Linked DNA regions of Triticum aestivum: region 1 is linked to region 2. A link is a contact called in public HiCAR-type data. All regions are on one chromosome and are shown on one strand. The core of a region is the stretch at or near the end of the contact, and the rest is flanking DNA. Distances in the headings are between cores, read along the strand shown. Region 1 holds the start of LOC123112190 (bZIP transcription factor TRAB1). Region 2 holds the start of LOC123112189.

Region 1 (4,815 bases), core at 1,046-3,545, 200 kb before region 2:
GGAATGTACTATACCAAACAACAGGCTAAATTGTTGATTTATACATAGAAATAGGAAAGTTTGGGATCGACGAGAGACAATCAATTACCTCTCTTTTCTGCATTTCCAGTATCTCTTTCTGCACGACGATGAAAAGAAACAATTAGTACCGCGTTCGCAATAAAGGAGCTATTAATCTTGTTTTAAGTATGGTATATAGTCCTATTTACTGAGATTTTGGCAGCCATAAACAATATCTCATATAAGCTAGTACGAGAATAGGATCACTACATGTTACAACAACATGGTATTGTGACATGTATATGAAAGAGTGCCCCGTTATGCACGAACACATCATACATTGCACGGCCATATGGGCTGAAATTAGATACTCTCTCCATCCCATATTATTGTCGCTTAAACGAATGTATCTAGCACTAAAATACGTCTAGATACATCCATTTCAGCAACAATTAATATGGGACGGAGCAACACTTCCAAATATGAGAATAAAGCCATCACCCTGAAAATTGATTAGGCAAATTACTGCGACAACACATTACTGTGAAGCTAATATATCAAGGTTAAAGCACAAGAGACTGAATATTCCACACTTAGGTTCAAAGATCGGAATGTTTCTGATAAACAGAGGTTGTACCAAGACAAAAGGAACAGGTCACGGTGAATGCTTCACCAATCACCACGAACACTCTGATGCCAACATGGACAAAACAAGCAAAATAGCTACCAGTGGGGTCTACAGACTGAAACTATCCACTTCAGAGTCCATTGCTATAAATCCTCCTTTACACAGAATGTACTGAAGTTGCACATTTAGCATGTCCAATAGCAGAGTTTGTAGAAAAGCTACCTGTTTCCTCACCAGTTCCTCGTTCAGGTCCTTGAGCTTCTGAACTTCGGCTTCCAACTCCATTGTATAAGCCTGCGCAGATAAGGAAATTGTTACCAAAACAGGAAACTCCAGCAGATGGGCTTCAGGAGTAAGTAAGAACGCATAGATAGTGTAGAAGATGCTAAAAATACCTGCTTGCGGGCACGGGACCTGGCGGCGGACTCCCTGTTCTTGATCATCCTCCTCTGCCTCCTCTCCACCACCTTCTCCACGCCGCCGCCAGTCCTCCTCCCCCTCACAATCCCCTCGAACGAGTACGGCATTGGTTCCGACGGCGATGACAGATCCTCGCTCCCCTTGCCGCCGGAATCAACCGGGTTGACCGCAGTTTGCACAACCAGGGGGGCGCCTCCCATACCCACTGCCCTCGGCATGAGCCCATTGGCCAAGGCCAGATCCCCCATGGCGACCGGCGGGAACCCCAGCGCCGCCGCGCCGGCGTCGTTGGCGCTCGGGAAGTTCCCGTAGAAGGAAGGGCCTTTAGGGACAACGGGGACCGGCCGCGGCTGCATGGGCGGGGCCGGCACTGCAGGAGCGGTGGGGATCTCTCGCACCACGCCGGCTTTGACCAGGAACTCCTCCAGGGTCATCTCCCCGAGCGTCGCCTGCCGATGGGGCTGCGGCTCGGCACCCTCTGCACCCACCGGAAGCGGGTCATCGCGCACGAGGTTGCGCCACACCTCGTCGACCGTCTTGGCGCTGAGGGTGCGGGGCAGCGTGAGCGAGCCCTGGCCCTGCAGCGACGTGGGCGGCGGGCCGGCGCCCGCGCCCGAGGCCGAGGCGGCCATGGCCTGGCTCTCCTCGGCGGTCCAGATGCTCCGGAGCAGCTCGTCCATGTTCATGGAGCTGAAGTCCTTGCCGAGGTCGCTGCCTCCCACGCCGGCGCCCCCGCCGAGCGTGCTCTGGAACTCCTCGAACGTCAGGGAGTAGATGGACCCCTGCCTCGTCAGCGGCGCCGCCTCCGCCGGCCCGCGCTCCGAGGACGACCCGCCGTTGCTGCTCCTGAAGTCCATGATCCCCTCCGTCCCTCCCCACCGGTCCTCCTTGAGCATCAAACGGACACGGACACCAGGAGAGAAGAGAATTCGCCTCAAACCGCAGCGGGTCACATGCGTTTCCTGGAAAGGCCAGAGACAGATGAGACAGAGAGAGGGAGAGAGAGTGGTGGGTGAGAGGCGAGGCGAGGCGAGGAGGGTGGCGAGAGTGAGACCTGGCGACGACGGCGACGACGAGTTTGTTGCGGTGTGGGTGCGAAATGTGGGTAGCGCAGCGCAGAGGATCCTGGTGAGGTCTGGCCGTCGTGGGCAGCGCAGTGGGGCGGGAGGGAGGGTGCTCCCCCTCCGCCCCGGTAGTTAATACTACGTGGCGGGCTCCGGGGGCCTCGACGCGGACCTGTGGGCCAATCAGCGGGCAACGCGTGGAGGCGCTGGCTCCGTCAGTTGCTGCGATGGCGGCTTCCGGACAAAAATATCCTCAAGGCCAGGGCGGCTCTGCACCCGTGGGGCCCCGCGCCCAGCCTCCCGCTGTTGGTGGTGGTTAGTGTCTCCCTTCACCGTGGGCCGACCTGCCGGGTTGGGTACAGCAAAATTGCAGGGGGTTTTGTTCTTTACAAAAATGTGAATGTTTTGTTCTCTACTACTTCCTCCGTTTCAAAATAGATGACTCAACTTTATACTAAGTTGGGTCATCTATTTTGAAACGGAGGGAGTAGAACATCGATGTTTCTCTTTCAAAGAAAAGAACATCAATATTTCAGAAGAAAAACCTTGGAGTAGTTTAACCAATAAGCAAACTAAAAACCTATTCTTTCCATTTTACAAGTCAGTAAATGGAAGCGGTGAAGGGAATAAAAATAAATGTTGTTGTCGGTCAAATCCATTGTGTGCAATTAATATCAATGCACATTTTTTGTTAAATCTATTGTGTAAAATCTTCATTATCTTTTCTACATGCGACGACAGCCGAAAAAAGGATGTAGAAAGCACTCGCGGAGACACAAGTTCACATGGTTGATGCCGCAGAATAGAGTCACCGTGGTTCACGCACGGGGCTGCCGGTTTTGCGTGGTTGGTGATGCAACCCTTCATGACAACTTTGCGTAAGGGAACCGCTACCTCGACGAGGAAAATGTGGCCGCTCTATCTATTTCTTCTTCGGTAGTTGAGTGATGCATGTCCTCTTGAACGTTTCGAAGAACGACTAGATAGACACATCTTCAATGAGGCAACATTGAATTGTCGTGAGGTATGTGTCATCTCTATCTCTTGCAATACTAGCGAGCAAACCGCTAACGTAAGTGTGTCTGGGGATTAGTCTCACGCAGACACTAGGGGGTCAATTCTACCTTCGGTTCACAAGAAACTGACGTTTTGGTCATTGCCAACGTCTTCCAATGTGACATTGACCACCAAATTGTACTATACTATTTAAAGGTTTTGAAGAACGATCGGATAAACACATCTTCGATGCAGCAACATTGAATTGTCAAGAAGTAACTGTCACCTCTATCTCTTGCAATATTGGCGAGCAAACACTAACGTAAAAGTGTTTATGGCTTAGTCTCATGTGGACGCTAGGGGGTCCTTTCTACCTCTGGGTCACAAGAAACTGACATTTTGGACATTGGCGTGGTCTATCGATGTGACCTTGACCACCAAATTGTACTATAATATTTGGACGTTTCGAAGAACGACTGGTAGACACATATGTAATGAGGCACCATTGAATTGTCATGAGGTACGTGGCATCTCTATCTCTTGCAAGACTAGCAAGCAAACCGCTAACGTTGGTGTTTCTAGGAATTAGTCTCATGTGGATGCTAGGGGTCCTTTCTACCTCGGGTTTATAAGAAACTGGCATTTTGGACATTGGCGAGGTCTTCAAATGTGACCTTGACCACCAAATTGCACTATAATATTTGAAAGTTTTGAAGAGTAGACACATCTACAATGGAGCAACACTTAGTTGTCGTGAGGTAACCGACATCTCTATCTCTTGCAATACTGGCGAGCAAACCACTAACGTATGTGTGTTTAGGTCTTAGTCTCATGGAGACGCTAGGGGGTCCTTTCTACCTCTGGGTCACAAACTAATGGTTTGGACATTGGCATGGTCTTTCGACGTGACCTTGACCACCAAATTGTACTATAATATATGGATGTTTCGAAGAACGACTAGATAGACACATCTCCAATGAGTAAAATTGAATTGTCGTGATTAGTCTCATCAAGACCCTAGGGTCCATTCTACCTCTAGTTCACAAGAAACTAACATTTTGGGCTTTGGAAAGGTCTTCAAATGTGACCTTGACCACCAAATTGTACCATAATATTTAAATGTTTCGAAGAACGACTATATAGACACATCTTCAATGAGGCAACATTGAATTTTCACGAGGTACCTGGCATCTCTATCTCTTGCAATTCTAGCTAGCAACCCACTAACATAAATGTGTCTAGGGATTAGTCTGATGTGGACACTCGGGGATCCTTTCTTTACCTCCGGTTTAAAATAAACTGGCGTTTTGGGCACAAGGTCTTCAAGTCTGACCTTCGCCACCAAATCGTACTGTAATATTTGAATGTTTTGAAGAACGACTAGATGGACACATCTCCAATGAGATAACAATGAATTACCATGAGGTACATGGCATCTCTATCTCTTGCATTACTAGTGAGCAAACCGCTAACATAGGTGTGTTTAGAGATTAGTCTCATGAGGATGCAAGGTGGTCCATTCTATCTACGGTTCACAAGAAACTAATGTTTTGAACATTTGCACGGTCTTCAGATGCGATCTTGACCATCAAATTGTGCTATAATATTTGAACATTTCAAAGAATGATTACATATACACATCTCCAATGCAACAAGATAGAACTATCGTGATGTACGTTGCATTTTAAAATCTTGCAATACTAGCGA
Region 2 (4,943 bases), core at 2,393-4,892:
ATGAAAGTATGGAGACAATAGAAAGTCAACTAGACGGCAATAGAGAATACCAAAACAATGAACCATCATACAGTAAATAATGCAAGCATCAATTCCATTATGAGCACATACAGATATAAATATACTCTTAACTAATGACATGAGACAACAGTTACAGGTAGACATGCTACAGTTCATACGGGTCCCAGTTTTTTTCTTCTAAAACGAGGTAGGCCAAAAAATTATACTTGGGCAGCTGGAGATGTATGTTTTGATATGGTTCCTGCAAATAAATATAGCTGGAAAAAGACTGTCTGACAAAGAATGGCTGGAATTAAGAGCGCCCAGCCCAAGAATATGACTGATGTCCTGTCTAATGGATTGGATGCTTGCACTAAGCAGTTGTTCGTTTGGAAAATGTTCTCACATGCTTATTTTGATGGAGGAAGACGATGCCAATCCTAAGACTAGTCAGATTTTTTCTTTTTCTGTAGCTAGACTTGCTTAGTTCACTATTTGGATCCTTTGGTCCGTTGCTACTATAATATTTATGGACTAGTAAAATATTAGCAGGGGTCTTACTGCTTACATAAAAAAAAAGTTAGAAATAGTCTGAAGCACATACCACTAGCTTCTGAATTGCAGCCTCAGCTTTCGCTTTTTGAAGATTCTCCCAAGCAGTAAGTTTTGCTTCTTCTCTCTCAACCCTTTTAACAATGGTAGAGTTATCAGTATTTCATGATTTCATCGAATAAATTTACTTTGCAGAGTTTTAGCAACCGTAAAAAAATTCGATATTTGCACATCATACGAGATAAGCAGGTCATGTTATGCATTTTTCCCTTTTTCAGAAGTTAAGCTACAAGTATTACTGCACGAAAGTGGTTTAAAATAGCAGAGGTATGCCTGAACAAAAAGCAGCATTTATCATAACAGTCCCTTACTTTAATGTGCATTTCGTTTCAGATGATTCCCAGGAAGAAGATTTAGAGTCCACCGTCTTTTTATTCCACTCTAACATATTTGTAGAATTCTTGTTAGAGCCTTGTGTTACATGTTTCTTGGACCATCTGGTAAGACTCACTCGCTCATCCATCTGCACATCCCTGATCTCAAGATCAGAGAAACAGCTCTCCCTCTCTTTGGCTTGTTGCATTGAGAATGAGCGAACAAATGAAGGCCTGGCACTGGGCGAAGAAGACCTACTTAGATCTGGACTAGTTTGAGTCGCGGTATCCTTCCTTGAAGTTATAGGGGTGATAATGGGGGCTGAATCTTCTACGAACTCAGCCTCTTCATCTGATATGAAACCAAACAAAGAAGCATCAGCTGAAGATTTACTTAATTTTCATTAAGTACAGTAAAAACGTAAGATCAATTTCTGGTGTTATTCAGCTTAGAAGTGCTATGATAAAATCAATTACCAAGATACCAAATGCCAAAAACTAATGTTTGTAGTGCAACTCATGAGGAGTTTCACAATTTAACAATGCTTTAGCAACCAGAGAGACAACCGCAAACCCCAAACAGAGTGTTATCCTCTACACGTTTATACTTTGTAGACCCATAATTCCACACTAAGCAATAGGCTAAATATGACGGGTAGCAATTTCTTAATACCTTGTACAGATTCTTGGGTGCTAGGCAATGACGCAGATGACTCGACTGCAGTATCTAGTCGTCGGCGCACCGTGGTAGATTGGGTAGCAGGAGACCCGATATCTGCTAGAGAAGACCTGCCAACTATGCCAATACCGAATTCGGTACCAGCTGTTCCACTCGTATACCTCCCAACATTACTTTTCGCCCCACCATAATGTTCAGGTATCAGTACTCCAGCCAAGAAAGGTGAGTTTGCTGCTAAATGCCCAACTCTCCCACTGTCAAACAAAGACACGGATGAAGATACAGATGAATACTGTCCACCAAGTCTTCCAGGAGGCCCAAGAGGACCGCTTTTGGCCTTTGGCCGCCGAGCATGGGGCAATGTGGCGGTCTTCTCACGTGCATCGCCGGAGTTTGACTTGGGACTGAAGATCCACCTCTCCGCATCCTCCCATTTTGAGGGCAATGTCCTCCTGTTATTGAGAGGGAATGCCATGCTGCTGCCTGGGTACCTCCTAGTATTATTACCTTTGGAAGGAAGGGGCACTCTCTCCGAGCTCCACCCCTTTTGGTACCCCAAGGCCGACGGCCGGTGCCGCCGCGGGTAGCTCGGCGTGCCGGGGCTAGGGAACACGCCGGAGCTTATCTGCGATGACACAAGTCCCTTGCTTACAAACCCGGCACCTCCAACCACAAAGCCCGGAGAAAACGGAGTCCCGCTGTTGAACCCGGCGCTGCCGAAGTCGAGCGAGGCTGGCCGCTGCTTCAGCCCCTTCCTACCGTGCAGGTAAGCAGCCTCTGTCCGGCACCGTCGCTGGCTCTGGCATTCTGTCGAACAGCACACAAGCATACAAGATTGGGAAACCTCACACCACCTAGTACGTCGCAAACTTCGAAATCTCGTACCTCGGATGGCAGTGGCGCCGCCCGCCGGACTCTTGGCCGGTTCTTGCCACTCTCCCTTCACCCCACACTGCGCCTCCTCCTCGTCGTCGTGCGGCTCCGTGAACGCTGCAGAGGCTTCAGGGAGCGCAAACTCGCTTAAAAGGGCTGTAAAGTGGAGCTCCAGCGGAGCAGCAAGAACGCTGGTAAGAATACAAGGTGTGAGCTGTGTGCTCACCACTGGAGGATGAAGTGGCGGCCAGCCCGTCTGTCTCCAGATCTGTGTCCATGTCGCCATCCGCGCGCACGAATCCGGCCAAAGGCTGCAGCCAACCATCAAGCACCGATTAAAAAGTTAATCTTGCAAAGCTGGAGACTGGAGAGAATCCCAGGGTGGGTGGTGCCCCCCCTCCGCTCCTTTTTCGCTTGCTAGCGAGGGCGATGCTGCAAGAATCAAGATGGCGATGATGGTGCCTATCCTCAAGCCTCGGGCCCTCCAGCTTTGTCGTTAGATCGCTAGATTCACTCACTAATCATGTCATTTCTGGGTTTTACCATCCACTTTCTGGAAAGGCTCCTGTGGTCACCTGCGACAGGCCATGGTGCTATCTGGCTAGATCGGCATGGCGCCATGCCCATGCCACCGCTCGTGGCAGTAAGAGATTCTATGTGCGAATATTAATCCAAATGAAATCGACAGAGACGCCCAAGGAAGGTGGTAGCAATGGAGGAGGGGGGCGAAGACCAACCGAGTCGCAGCCGAAGGAGCCGCTGCCGCTGCTCGTCGAGTAGCTGTCGCCCGCCTCGGCTCTTCCCCACCGACGCCGCCCCCTCCGCCGCCGCATTGCCCTCTCCGACGCCGACGCCGACGCCGACGCAACCCCCTCCTCCTCCCCCATTACGCCCCGGAGCTCCAGCTCGCAATCACCGGCGCCGCGCATTTTTGTCTCAAAAACAAGAAAGCAAGAATCCCACCTGCCGCCTGCCTCGTCAGTGAGTTTGCTGTGCTCTCCCACTCAATCGGCGGTGGCCATTAAAAGTGGCGGGTATGGAAGAGTGAGAAGTCCTGGCATTTTAATAGACGTGTCAGGCGGCGAGGCGGAGTGGATTGGGACGTGGGTGTACGTCCGGCATCTCGAGGCCGCGAGGCGAGGCAACGTGAGCCGAGAGCTCAAGAACGTGCGCGGCGCTGAAATCAACGGACAGTTTTATCGACTAGTTTGCCCCCGATCGGCGCCCCCGTCCATGTCGGTGTCGTCCTTGTTGTTTCTTCTGCCCCGCGGCGCAGGGAACCTCACCTCACCAACTCCACCCACCTCACCTCTCGTGCCGTCGCCGCCCGTCTCCGTACCAGGTTTACCCCAGCATGGCTGTCTCGTGACGACTATCTAACAGTCGGTCGGTCGCTGTGAAACAATGGCAATGGCATGCATCCGACGGCGTCCAGGTCGAGGAGTGAAAGTCCAGGCGTGATGCAGGCGGGGGCGGGGTCCCGGCTGACCCCGCGCCACGGTGGCCGCAGCTGGAACGACGGCGACCTCTCTGCTGCAGGGCGCGCAGTTTCAGCGCATTGGGCTAACCATGGAGCATGTAGATCTACTGCGGTGGAACAATGGGGGTTCAGGTTGCATGGGTCCGCTGGATGGGAGCGCCGGCAGGTGGTTGAAGGCGTGGAGCACGGTAGCAGTGTACCAGCGGCTGTGGCCACGTGCCGTGCTACTGCTGTGTCGCCACGGTTCGCTGAACGTAGCACAGAGCTTGGGGGTGTGCGATGTGTCATGTGTGCATCGTTTGGTGGCAGGAACGTTCCTAAGGTGTACCAAAGGAGAGCTCCTATGTGACGCTAATTGCGCCGAAATGTCGGCGTTTCGCACTGGCGTGCCGAAACTGGGCCGGCCCATTTGGCCATTCGCGAGATGAAAAAATGCGAGAAAAGTAATACGCAGGTATGGGATTCGAACGGACGACTTCGTGGACTAGCGCACGCTATGCTAGCCACTGCGCCAAACTAGTTTTACTGCTAAACTTGCAGCGGGAGTGTATAAGAAACAACAATGACATCGATTAGACTTAATGTTTGATAGAAAATCCAAAAATTGCAAACGCGAACATTTTTCAAAATTACGGACAAATTTGTAACAGAAAATTTCGAAAAAACGAACAAATTTATAAATTCAGAACATTTTTTAGAAAAAATGAACAAAATCTACAATTGTAAACTTTTTTCAGAACACAAACAAAATTTAAAAGTGAGAACATTTTTTTGAAAATGCGAACAAAAATTTGAAACTCCAAGAAATTTTTATACATGATTTTCTTTGGAAATTTAGAACAATTTTTAACAATGCGAACAATTTTTGAAAATGTGAACAAAATTATAAATTTTGAACATTTTTCAGAACATGAACAAAACTCCAAGAACATTTTTTGAAGCGATGAACAAATTTCGAAATTACAAACATTTTGCAAATTGAGAA

The links. HiCAR-type assays count read pairs that join an accessible place to other places.
Region 1: a contact with region 2 is called in a HiCAR-type map of leaf, with 10 times the contacts expected there. The contact joins the promoter of LOC123112190 here to the promoter of LOC123112189 in region 2. A contact is called at or near these places in 2 of 5 Hi-C or Micro-C datasets (both in leaf) and 1 of 1 datasets of contacts at active chromatin or transcription factors (leaf).

Annotation. Positions count from the first base shown.
Region 1 is chr5B:418,888,246-418,893,060 of IWGSC CS RefSeq v2.1, reverse strand. LOC123112190 (bZIP transcription factor TRAB1) reads right to left here and starts at 2,295. Exons shown (of 5, transcript XM_044533122.1): 1 at 2,103-2,295; 2 at 1,024-2,010; 3 at 851-922; 4 at 89-118. The coding sequence starts at 1,944.
Region 2 is chr5B:418,693,543-418,698,485 of IWGSC CS RefSeq v2.1, reverse strand. It overlaps LOC123112189, which reads right to left and starts at 3,642. Exons shown (of 9, transcript XR_006455266.1): 1 at 3,216-3,642; 2 at 2,705-2,789; 3 at 2,491-2,604; 4 at 1,600-2,412; 5 at 924-1,278; 6 at 605-686.